Regions from separate parts of the Oryctolagus cuniculus genome. Here region 2 is linked to region 1. A link is a contact called in public Hi-C data. All regions are on one chromosome and are shown on one strand. The core of a region is the stretch at or near the end of the contact, and the rest is flanking DNA. Distances in the headings are between cores, read along the strand shown.

What was found. Hi-C and Micro-C count contacts between places; a contact is called where the count stands out from the background.
Region 2: a contact with region 1 is called in a Hi-C map of an unstated tissue, with 2.6 times the contacts expected there. The contact joins the enhancer-like site here to the promoter of ZHX2 in region 1. A contact is called at or near these places in 2 of 6 Hi-C or Micro-C datasets (psoas muscle and an unstated tissue).

What each region holds. Positions count from the first base shown.
Region 1 is chr6:148,604,990-148,610,291 of mOryCun1.1, forward strand. It overlaps ZHX2 (zinc fingers and homeoboxes 2), which reads left to right and starts at 2,331. Exons shown (of 4, transcript XM_051844015.2): 1 at 2,331-2,831. LOC103348124 (a long non-coding RNA gene) reads right to left here and starts at 2,704. Exons shown (of 2, transcript XR_007918718.2): 1 at 2,380-2,704.
Region 2 is chr6:148,666,643-148,672,091 of mOryCun1.1, forward strand. The region is part of intron 1 of ZHX2 (zinc fingers and homeoboxes 2); the gene reads left to right. Among named protein-coding and RNA genes, the nearest start is that of ZHX2, 62 kb to the left of the region's middle. Within about 2 kb of position 2,704, at least 4 of the 8 cell types and tissues checked have an H3K27ac peak or open chromatin away from gene starts, as enhancers often do.

The sequences.
Region 1 (5,302 bases), core at 1,081-3,580:
GTTCCATGAGACCCAAGGGCCCTGAAGAGAGAGGAAGCCAGGGTCCGTGGGGTTCTCCGGCTCCCAGCATCCGAGCTGCCCTCCCGGTATACATAATCTCCCCCAGCCTGAAGCAGCTGGCAGGGGGCCTGAGACAAGGGAAACTCAGCTTCCAGAAAACCCTCCTGAGTGATTGATCATCAAGATGAGGTGCAGCCTCAAAACAGGAATCATTTTTAAGGTTTGGGTAATTTCCATGGAAACAGACTCACAAAGATCCTTCCAAAAATTCGTAGAAAATTTAAATAAAATAGGTTTATTTTGCTGCAAAAAATTTTTTTGAAGTCCATGCATATGCAGGGTCTTCAAAAATTTCACAGAAATATATGTTAGGAAAAACCATATTTCTATTTTCAACCAAAATACATTGAATTTCATTTTCCACAAATTTTTTGAAACATGTGCCTAGTTATTTTTTAAACAGAAGGGGAAGTAGAATGATCTACAAGGGCATATCAAGGTAAGCAATGCAAAAATGCTAAAATTATCGGCATTTCCCCCCATTTACTATCCCAGGACCCTCTTAGGGTGGAAAACCAGCATCCCTAATTTCTGATGCCACAGGCAAGCAGCTTAGGACCTTGGCCGAACGGACTTGTGCTGGACTGTAATCATCACGGCGTTCTTATCAGAATCCTGTAATTTTCTAGTTCGCAAATTCTAGACCGGTGGGTAGCACCTGCAAGCCAGGACCTTGTTTATGGGTTATTAAAAAGCAAACAGACAGGCAGACCCTGCATCAGCAAAGACCAAAGGAACAGGTGCAGGCCATTGAGAAAGTTTTGCATAGCAGCTAATTTAATTACAATTTTCTTTCCTGGGGAGTCAAGGGGTTATTTATGTCAGAGAAAGGGGAGCCCCGGGGGAAATGGGAACCCTTGCACGTCTTTCAGCTACTTCCTCCTCCCCAGCCTAGGAAACCAAACCGCCAAGCGGTCTCCCGTCTCCCAGCGCGCCGGCCACGCGGTCGGCGCCCAAAGCCAGCCTTGCCCACCCCAGTTCCCGGCCTCGTCAGCGGCCACTGCACCGCACCCGGCCACCTGTTGCTGCCCTGGCGCCCAGAGCCGAACTCAAACCGCCACTAGAGTTCGTTCTAATTCCCCAGAGCCAAGCTGGCCGGGAAGCCCGCCGCGCCGCGCTGCGCCGCGCCTGCTAATCCGCAGGCCGGGCGGGGACTGCGCAGAGTCTCCCCGCCGCAGGCTCCTTTTGTTTTCGCGCTGCACTCCGAAGTGTCAAAACCAAACCCGGACCGCAGCCCCTCGCCCGGACTCGGCTCACGCGCGCTCTCCCCCGGCGAGAACCCGGGAGCTAACGCAGCGCCCTCCGGCCAACAGAAGCAAAGCGGGGTCCACCCGGGCTCGGGAACGCGCGGCACACACGGGTTGCCGCATTAGGGTCTCCAAGTGTCCCTGCATCGCGAATCGCTCGGAGCTCCGGGGCCGACCACTGCTGCAGGAGCCAGACGCCGGGAACTCCTGTTCACTTGCGGTTCCGAGACCCCGCCCGCCAGCGCTCTAAGCGCCGCGGGGGAGCTCGAGGCGGAGGCCGTCCGGGCTCCCCCTCGCGCGTCTCGGTCCCGAAAGTGGTGGCCTCGCTCTCCAGGGGCTTCACTGCACGCGCCGCAGCCGTGTGCGTGTCCCCGGGTCTGAGGATCCCAGCGCTCGCGGGCCCGACTGGAGTTTAAGTCGCCTCCCGGGGTGTGAGTTTGTTTACCGGCTGTTCAGGGGAAAAAGTTTGCAGATCTCTAACCAGCCTCAGACCCGCGCGGACGGAAATCCCCGACTCTCCCCAGCGAAGGAGAGCCAAGTTCCAGCCGTTACATAAGTGGGGGCTCCTTCCCCTCCCTGCCCCGAGTTGTCTCGCTTCTATCCAGGGAGCAAAGTAGATCTCGCTTTTTTTAAAAAAAATTATTATTATGGTTATTACATTCCTGAAGCCGAGGGCGCGCCAGGGCGCGGATAGCGCCCTGGGGGAGCGCGGCGACCCCCCCCCCCACGCACCCCACCCGCGCGCAGCGCCCGGAGTCGCCGAGGGGACGCGGGTCCGGGCGCGGCGGGTGCCGGGCCAGCGAGCGCGCCCCGCGGCCCCGGGCCCGCCCCTCCACGTGGTCAGGATCAACAGTTTGTTGAGCTCATCAGTGACACCTTGAACTTTTCATAAAGAAAATGGGTATTGCACGCCGCGGGTTGGGCTGCGGCCGCGGAGCCGGGTCGTGCTTAATATTCAATGAGCTCGCTCGCGCCGCCCCCTCCTCTTCTCGCAGAAATTCCACCGAGTCCGTTACTGGGCTCGGACTTTCCAGTGAATGTCTGCTCCCCCCCCCTCCACGCACACACACACCTTGGCCAGGGACCAGTGCCTTTAGGGGTAGCCTCCCCCCAGCCTCCAGCTCCCGGCTCAAAATGACACCGCGCCGGCGTCTCCGCGGGGCCCCAAGGCCACTTTGCAACTTTGCGCGGAGCCCGAGCCCGGCGGCGCCCGGCGGTGGTACCGTATGCAAATACGCATGCTGACGTTACAGATCATGTGGGTTTTGGCGTAGATTCCCCACTGATCGAGGCATTTTTTTCCCCCTTTTTTTTCCCTTTTTTTTTTCTTTTAAAAATTTTGGCTACCGTCCTCCGTCCGGGGGCTTCCTCCGTCCGTCGGTCCGGCGGGCTGGCGGCCCCCCTTTCCCACGCCGCGACCGGGCGCCGCCGGGCAGCGGGGCCGTGGGTGGGAGCAGCAGTTCCATTTTGGAACCCGAGCCGCGTCTCGGCCCGGCCGGCGCCCGCCTTCCAGCCCCGGCGCAGGTAAGAAACTTCGCCCGCGCTGAGCACCCCCGGCCGTGCCGCCGCCCCGGGCCCGCTCGCCGGGCGCCGGCCGCTCCAGCCCCAACTTTCCCACCGCCGCCGCCGCCGCCGCTCCCCAAAACGCGCTGTTCATGGGACTTGGCCGTGTCCGTGATGAGGGGGTGGGGGGGTACGGGAGCAGGACCGGGGTGGGGGGGGGGTGCAGGCTTTTTTTTTTTTTTTTTTTTTTGCTTGTGGGAAGAGAGGTGCGGATACGGAGAAGGAGGTTTAAAAAAAAAAAAAGAGTTCTGATTGCAAGTTTGGATAAACGGGAGGCAGACCGAGCAGGAGGGGAGGAGGAACAACATGTCTACGTTTCCCTATGTCGACATAAGCCACAAAAAAATATGGCGTCCGCTTTCGACAGGGCGTTACGTAGACCCGACTCTGTTTTTATTTATTTATTTCTTCCGTGGCCGGCGCCCTCCCTCCCCGGCCGAGCTGCGGCGCTTTGTGCCAGCGGGGCAGGTCCCGCGGGGACGCCCCCGGGACGCGGCCCCGGCTCGGCGGGGCGCGCGGGCAGCGGCGGGGGCTGCGCGTGCGGCCCGCGCCCCTCCGCGGTGACGACGCGCCGTGCGGTGGTGGCAGGAAGCCTGGCGCCGTGGGCTGAGGCTGCCTCGCCGCGCGGCCGCTCCCGGCGGCTGCAGGCAGGGGCGCGCCGCGCGCTACCTGACGGGGGGCAGGGCCGGGGCGCGCCGCGCCGCGCGGCGCTCAGGTGCCAGCGAGCCCGGCGGGGGGTCTGGGGACGGCGGGGGGACCACGGGGGGTCCTGCGGTGCGCACGGCCGCGGGAGCCCACGCTCAGCCCCTGCGCGACCGCCCCACAAGAGGTTAATCTTTGTTGGTGTTGCAGCTTCTTTGTGGCTTCCCCAGGACTTGGTACCCTGGGCTTTGCAAACTTGCCCTTTTCCCAGCCGCTTTGCAGGAGGCTGCGGAGACAGAGCTGAGCGGAAAGTTGGAAGCCGGCGAGCATCACAGGACGATCCCTTTGGCCTCTTCGCTGTGCAGTGCTCAGAGGAGGAGGAGGGGGGCGGGGGACGGGCGAGGAGGAGAGCTGGTCAGGCTGGGGAGAAAACTGGACAGGGAAGCAAAGTTGTGATTTGCTCGGGCTTCGACCCGAGTGCTCGGCCAGTGGGGTCTCGCCTTCAGTTCTTTGGCCAGGGTCTTTTGTTTGGGGCGAGCAGGAGGAGGGGGCTGGATGAATACAGACTTTGCCTGGAGCCCTCCCCTTTTTAAAAAGAGTTTGCTGCTCAGCTTGGGCCCAAGGGATCCGTCTCAGACCCTGGAGTCCTGTCCCTACCCACTACTGTCGTGATCGGGATCGTTTTCTCGCCAAGGACCCCAGGCAGGCCCTGTTGGCCAGGATCCCTTGGGGTCTCTCAGAATTACCACAACTGCCCTTGTAACGCACATGCACACAGAGGAGCCAGCGCTCCTTTATGTGGCGCGGAGGGCAACGCTTGTGCACGCACAGGCGTGAGGTTCTGAGGGCTCTTCCGGGCTGGAGTCAAGAGGTGACTTTGTCTTTATGAGGGCAGCGGCGGGTGTATGGAGTTCACTCCCGGGGCAGCAGTATCAGGAAGCATTTAGATGATGACCAAGTGGAATAAATATCTTGTAAAATGGTGTGTTTAATAGGAAAAAAAAATAGATGCATGGAGCCGTCAGGTGGTTGAATGGATGAACATAAAGATCTGATTTCAGTTTATAGGCAAAGTTACACGAAGCTGTATTCACATCCTTTTCTTTAAGGCCAGAGGAGGGGAAGTCCACAAGTAGCACGGCATTGTGGCCTGGGAGGCGTGGGGCTGCCATTGCTGGTCAGAGAGGCCCCGCTCCTGCACGGTTCTCACGCCTGCCTTGCTTTCTGATTCTTAGCTGCGTTTGATGCCAGCTAAGGACTCACCTGAAGTTAACAACCCTAAGGAGAGCCTTCAGAATGCCAAGGGTTTAGGGCCGATCAGCTGTGTTGGGTTGGGGGCTTGAAAATGTCTGTGAAAAAGGGAATTAAGAGCTAAGTCTGTTTTGGTGCAGAATGTATGAAATCCATGCAGAGTTTTGTTTTCATAATAACGCATTTTCTGTAAAGTTTTGCAGACCCACTAGTATTAACTCATCCTCACTGACAAGGGAAACCATTGGAAAGGACGCTGTTGGTTGGCGATGGTGCCGCCATGCAGATGGGAGGACCTTGATGCACCGGGGTGACCCCCGCCCCCACTGTTTTCTACTTTGGGGCCATGTGGTTCTGCAGGATGCTGTGCATTTAGCCAAGAGAATAATGGCGATGTTTGGTAACAGTTGCTACCACTTCCTGTTAACAGTGTGCCAGGCCGGGTGCTGTATGGTTTACCTGCTCTATCGGCTGCTGCTTGCCGTAGTCCCATATGCTAAGTGCTGTAATTATCCCCAGTGTGCAGATGAGGAAGCTGA
Region 2 (5,449 bases), core at 1,454-3,953, 62 kb after region 1:
CTTGTTTCCCTCTGATCCCCACAAGCAGTCCTTTGAGACACAGTGGCACGAGGCCCGTTTTACAGGTGAGGGGCCCATTTCACAGCCAGGAAGCCAGAAGTCCAGCATCTGAATGTGTTCACAGCATAGATGGCCCCGTGTCCCCTCCCTGCTGCAAATCTTCTCCAGGGCTCCTGGTCCTGCAGGAAAACAGCGGGTGTGGTGACCCCGCACCCCTGCACCCACCACACCAGCTCCCCTCCCCCATCTCAGCCACGCCCAGCTGCCCTCACTCTCTCTGCCCTTCCTCCAGACCTCACCATCTGCTCCCCTCCTTGGAGTGCATCCCACCCCCACCCCCACCCCCACAGCTGGTGCTGTCCTACCCATCCTCCAGGGACCAAACCCCACCTTCTCCACCGTGTTCCACAGCCTTCTCCCTGGCTGCTCTTACTCTGCCCAGGGCACCCTATGTGGCTCTAGGTACCCCAGGCCCCCAGCATAGCCCATGAGCATTCCAGTTCCCTGCTACTTTTTAGCGCCGTATGCCAGCCCATGACAGCGCTATGGCTGGCGTTTGAATCAGAGCTGCCAGTCTGAGACTCCTGAGGGTGCATCAGGAACCCTTGTCCTTCTCTGCATCGTCAGTGCTTAGGGGAGGGAGGGAGGGGCTTCCCTGGCTGTTTGACATTCGGGAAACATGGTATTCCAGATCTTTCGACCCACAAGTATTTCCCGTGTCCTTACTAGGTGAATTCTGAGAACACTAAAGGGAAGGAAGCAGCAGAGGCCAGTGATTAAAAATGTAGACTTTTTTAAAAGATTTATTATATTTATTTGAAAGAGTTTGAGAGAGAGGTAGAGACAGAGAGAGAGGTCTTCCACCCGCTGGTTCACTCCCCAGATGGCTGCAATGGCCAGAGCTGTGCTGATCCAAAGCCAGGAGCCAGGAGCCAGGAGCTTCTTCCAGGTCTCCCACATGGGTGCAGGGGCCCAGGGACTTGGGCCATCTTCTACTGCTTTCCCAGGCCATAGCAGAGAGCTGGATAGGAAGAGGAGCAGCCAGAACTAGAACCGGCGCCCATATGGAAGGCCAGTGCTTCAGGCCAGGGCTTTAACCCATTGCACCACAGAACAGGCCCCAAAAATGTAGACTTTCAAGTCAAACAAATTCAAGTCTGACACCTAACCCTGCCACTCACCACCAAGTGACCTTAGCCAACCTACTTACCTTCTCACCTGCAGAGCGGGGACCATGTAAAACCATGGTAAAATAGGGGGCAGCCGGGGAGGCAGCTGGCTGGGAAGGGCACTGGGGAGGTGACTTTGATAAGACATGGATGCCACATACAGAGTGGGGCAGAGTGTTCTAAGCAAAGTGGAGCAGCAAGCAAGTGCAAAGGCCCAGTGGTGAGCATACCCGATGTCTATGTGACTATTTGCTGTGGTTGTCATTGCACACGGCCCCGTCCTCTGAGTCTGCCACCCTTTTGGGGAGACAGGACCACTGCCCAGCTGAACTGGGATGCAAGCCCTCAGGAAAGAGGGACTTCAGAGAAGAGCCTCTGGGTGGAGGCTGGAGCACCAGGGAGGGCGTACTGGAGCGGGGAGGAGGGAGGAGGAGGGTGTGTGGGGAACGGGAGTTTGGTTTAAGAGCTTGACGTTTGAGGGTCCGGAAAGACTGTCCAGGTCAGAGCCGCCGCCCCAGGGAAGCCAGGCAGAGACTGTAGGCACCAGCTGGGCAGCCTCAGTGCTGGCATCCGTGGTCACTGTGCAATGGGCAGGTTGCTGACTCGAGACTGTGCTCCCCACCGGAGATGCAAGGCCATGTGGGTCACAGCCAGACGCACCTCTTGTCAGGGAAAACCAGGGCCACAGAGAAACTTCTTGAATGTGCATTGAGAGGGTGTGGTGGGAGGGCTGTGGCTGAGCCTTCCCGGCCTCTAGGGGTTTGGGGCCTGAGACCACTAGAGTGGCCGGGTCACTTGTGATGGTGCTGACTCTGCCCTCTCGCTGCATGGTGGAGCCTCCCGGACTCCTGCAGAGAGGCCACGGGAGCAGGGCTGCACCGGAAAGTGGGAGTTTTGAGTCCTAGGACTTCCACAAAGGCGGCTTCTCTTGGCTCTTGCTCCCCTCAACTCCAAAATGGGGAGGTAAATCGGGAGCTTCCCGAAGTTCCACCAGCTGGAACATGCAAGAACTTCCTTTGTTGCTCTCCTCCTAGCTGGGAGAAACCAAGGCCCAGGAGCTAGGGGCCTGGAGCTCCCGCCCGGTTCACATCCACAGCCCCTGCACCTGGCTCAGTGCCCTGTGTCCTCTCCCCTACCCCTGGTCCCAGGAGGCCTCCTTTCTGTCTGCCATGCTTCTCCCCAGCCAGCGTGCAGGTTCCGCCACCCCAAGGGTGATGCTCCCACCCCAGAACCAAGATGGGAGCTCCCAGCAATTGCTCCAGTCACCTCCCTTCTGACTCCTATGCATCCTTCAATCCAGCTAACATGGCTCCTGCCCCAGGCTGCCCTTCCCAATGGCCCCAGCCAGAATCAACACCTGACAGAGCCCTCTGTGTCCATGCCACGTTATAATCCTGCCTGTTCGCACCTTTATGTCGTGACTTGGGCACACCTCACACCTCCTCTCTGTGATCCCAAAGTCAGGAGAAGCAGCGCCACCCCCGATGCCGGGTTTGTAGACTGAATGCCACACGGACATCTGTGGAATCAAGAGTTCTCTTCGATGATAGAATTCTCTCCTTTCAGAATGTGTGGTCCAGTGTGCAAGAGCTTCTTTCTATTGCAGAGTTAGGCTGACTTGAGTCTCGGCTGTGCCCTCTGGACGCTGTGGGACCTTGGACGAGTTAATACTCTGGTGCCTCAGCTTCCTCACCTGGAGAACAGGAACAATCATGTGCCTCCCTGACTGAGTGGCTGTGAGGGTTAAAGGAGTCGGCCTGCAGAGTGCGTGAGCCAGTGCGGGCTGACCTCATGACTGAGGCTGTTTGATTGTGGTGATCCTAGATGAAGAAATTTTTTTTGTATTGGAGTTCGCCTTGTAGTTGGAGTTTGGCTTTGCCACATCCTTCCCAGGCCTTGCAGTCTGCATCTGCCTCCTCCTGCACCATTCAGTGCTGGGTGGTGCCCCAGCTAAGGGCAGGGAGGCAGGAGAGGGAGAGATGGAGTCCCAAGTGGCTGGCTTAACTGCTCGTCGGCTTGGGGCTAGCAGCCACATTGAGTGCTCTTGCTCAATTCATGTGACTCGACAAATTTGGAATGTGTTAGGGAGAGAGAGTTTTTCCAAGTATGAGTCAGTACGTTTGTGCTCTCACACACACATTAAACAAGAGAGAGGGAATTTAGCGAGAATCGTTTATGAGCGCAAAGTGGAAACCTCTGGAATTTTATTCTGACCCTGAAGGCAAGCAGTGCGTAAGACATTTAATAAAGGATCCAAAACAAGATACAGCCGGGAGAAAACACAGCTAGCCGCCTTCTTCTGTGTTCTCAGCCGCCGCATTGTGTGCGGAAGGATCCAATCCACATGGCATTCTTAACACCTCCGGGACACCCAGATATGTGCTGAGCATGGCCAGAAAACACAAGCTGTGTCAAAGAAGGGAAGCGAAACCAGCATTGCTTACGCACCTCTCATGTACCAAGTAGTCATGAAGTGTGGACCAGCCCCAAGTTCAAGAGGCAGCGGGGATGGGAATGGGGGGGGGGGGTGAGTGGAATGATCATATTCAGAAAGCATTCGTTGTGAACCCTAGCACCTTACTTGCATAACATGATGCAATCCCACTTTATGGATAACAAAACTAAGGCTCAGAGTGAATGCAGTATATTGTGAACACAAAGTCCTTTTTTTAAGAGTTATTTATTTATTTATTTATTTCAAAGAGTTACACAGAGAGAGAAGAGAGGCAGAGAGAGAGCGAGCGAGAGAGAGTCTTCCATCCACGGGTTCACTCCCCAAATGTCCGTAATGGCTGGAGCTGCACCAATCCGAAGCCAGGAGCCAGGAGCTTCTTCTGGGTCCCTCATGTGGGTGCAGGGTCCCAAGGACTTGGGCCATCCTTTCCCAGGCCACAGCAGAGAGCTGGATCAGAAGTGGAGCAGCCAGGACCTGAACCAGCACCCATATGGGATGCCGGCACTGCAGGTGGCAGCTTTACCTGCTACGCCACAGCACCAGCCCCCACAAAGTTCTTCAGTGGCGGACACGGTCCTCTGAACTGGGTTTCTCAGTCTCCAGCTAGGAATGTCCTCTCTGTCCCTGTGCTCACAAAGTGAGACATTTCCACCCCAAGGAGGGCAGCAGACACACCCACTCTGGGAGGTAACGGCTCTCTCGGACCCCCTTCTCTGCGCCACCTTCTCCCACTCGCCTTGGATTCCTGCGCGCTGGGGATTGTGAAAGAGCTGGGTCCCCCCAGGCTTGAGCCTCTGTTGGCTGCTGTTGTTGATTTTCAAGACAGAAACCACTGCCTGCCCAGAGGGCTTGTGTTTCCAGCTCACTTACGCCTCTTTTGCAAGGGCCGGTTTTCATCGATGCCCAGTCTCCAGGGAGCTGTGTCTTTCCTCAGAAACATGAGCCACAATCAAAGGTGGATGCTTCACCCTCGCATCTGCCAGCAGCCGCACTGGAGCCAGGGTTCCCTGGGGCTCAGGCCAGGTGCCCAGGAGGATTTTTCCCAGCACAAACCAGATCACCCTGTGCTTGCCCTTTCTAAAGATCACAGGGTCCCTGGCACTGCCTTTGCAATGGCTGGAGGACCCATGGGGGGCTGGGCCTAAACAAGGATGTGCCCTTCCATTCTGCAAATGGAGAGCCACCATGCGCCAGGGACTGCAAACACACGATCCGCCTCTGGGGTGGACTCCTGTCACTTGCAAGTAATGACTTCAAGTCCCTGGAAGAACAGGCCCTGCTGCCCCTTGCCCCTTCTCGGCTCCAGCAGCTCTGGCCAGCACCCGGGCTCTGGTGCCCACATCATGGCCCTCTCGCCTGTCTGTATGACTCAACTCTCCTCTCTCTGCCTGTTCCGCTGCAGCTTGTCTTTCAGGTCTCTCCTCCATCTGCTGTGTCCTTGGGTGCCCCTTTCCTGCCATCCTGCTACCTTTGCACTGTGCCTTGGTTGGCAAAAAGACACCACTGGAGTCTGTCTCCACCCTGGCTGGGGGGAGGCCAGGGTTTGGTGTATCTCCCCATGGCCTGACCCATTATCAACACCCGTGAGGAGTTGTTGAAGCAGCAAAGACAGTAGGGAGCAAAGGAGACCCTGACCTCGCCGTGCAAGGCACATCTTCCTGGGGAGCCGACCAAACCTGACAATTCTGAGTGGGGAATATTTGTAAACAAATACAGATGCATTGCAGAGAAGAATTTCTCATAAATGTTCAAGATGTTGACTTGCACACACAGGCTCTAGGGTGGCTGTGAATTCACCCTTTTCTGTACTCTACGGGGAATCTTA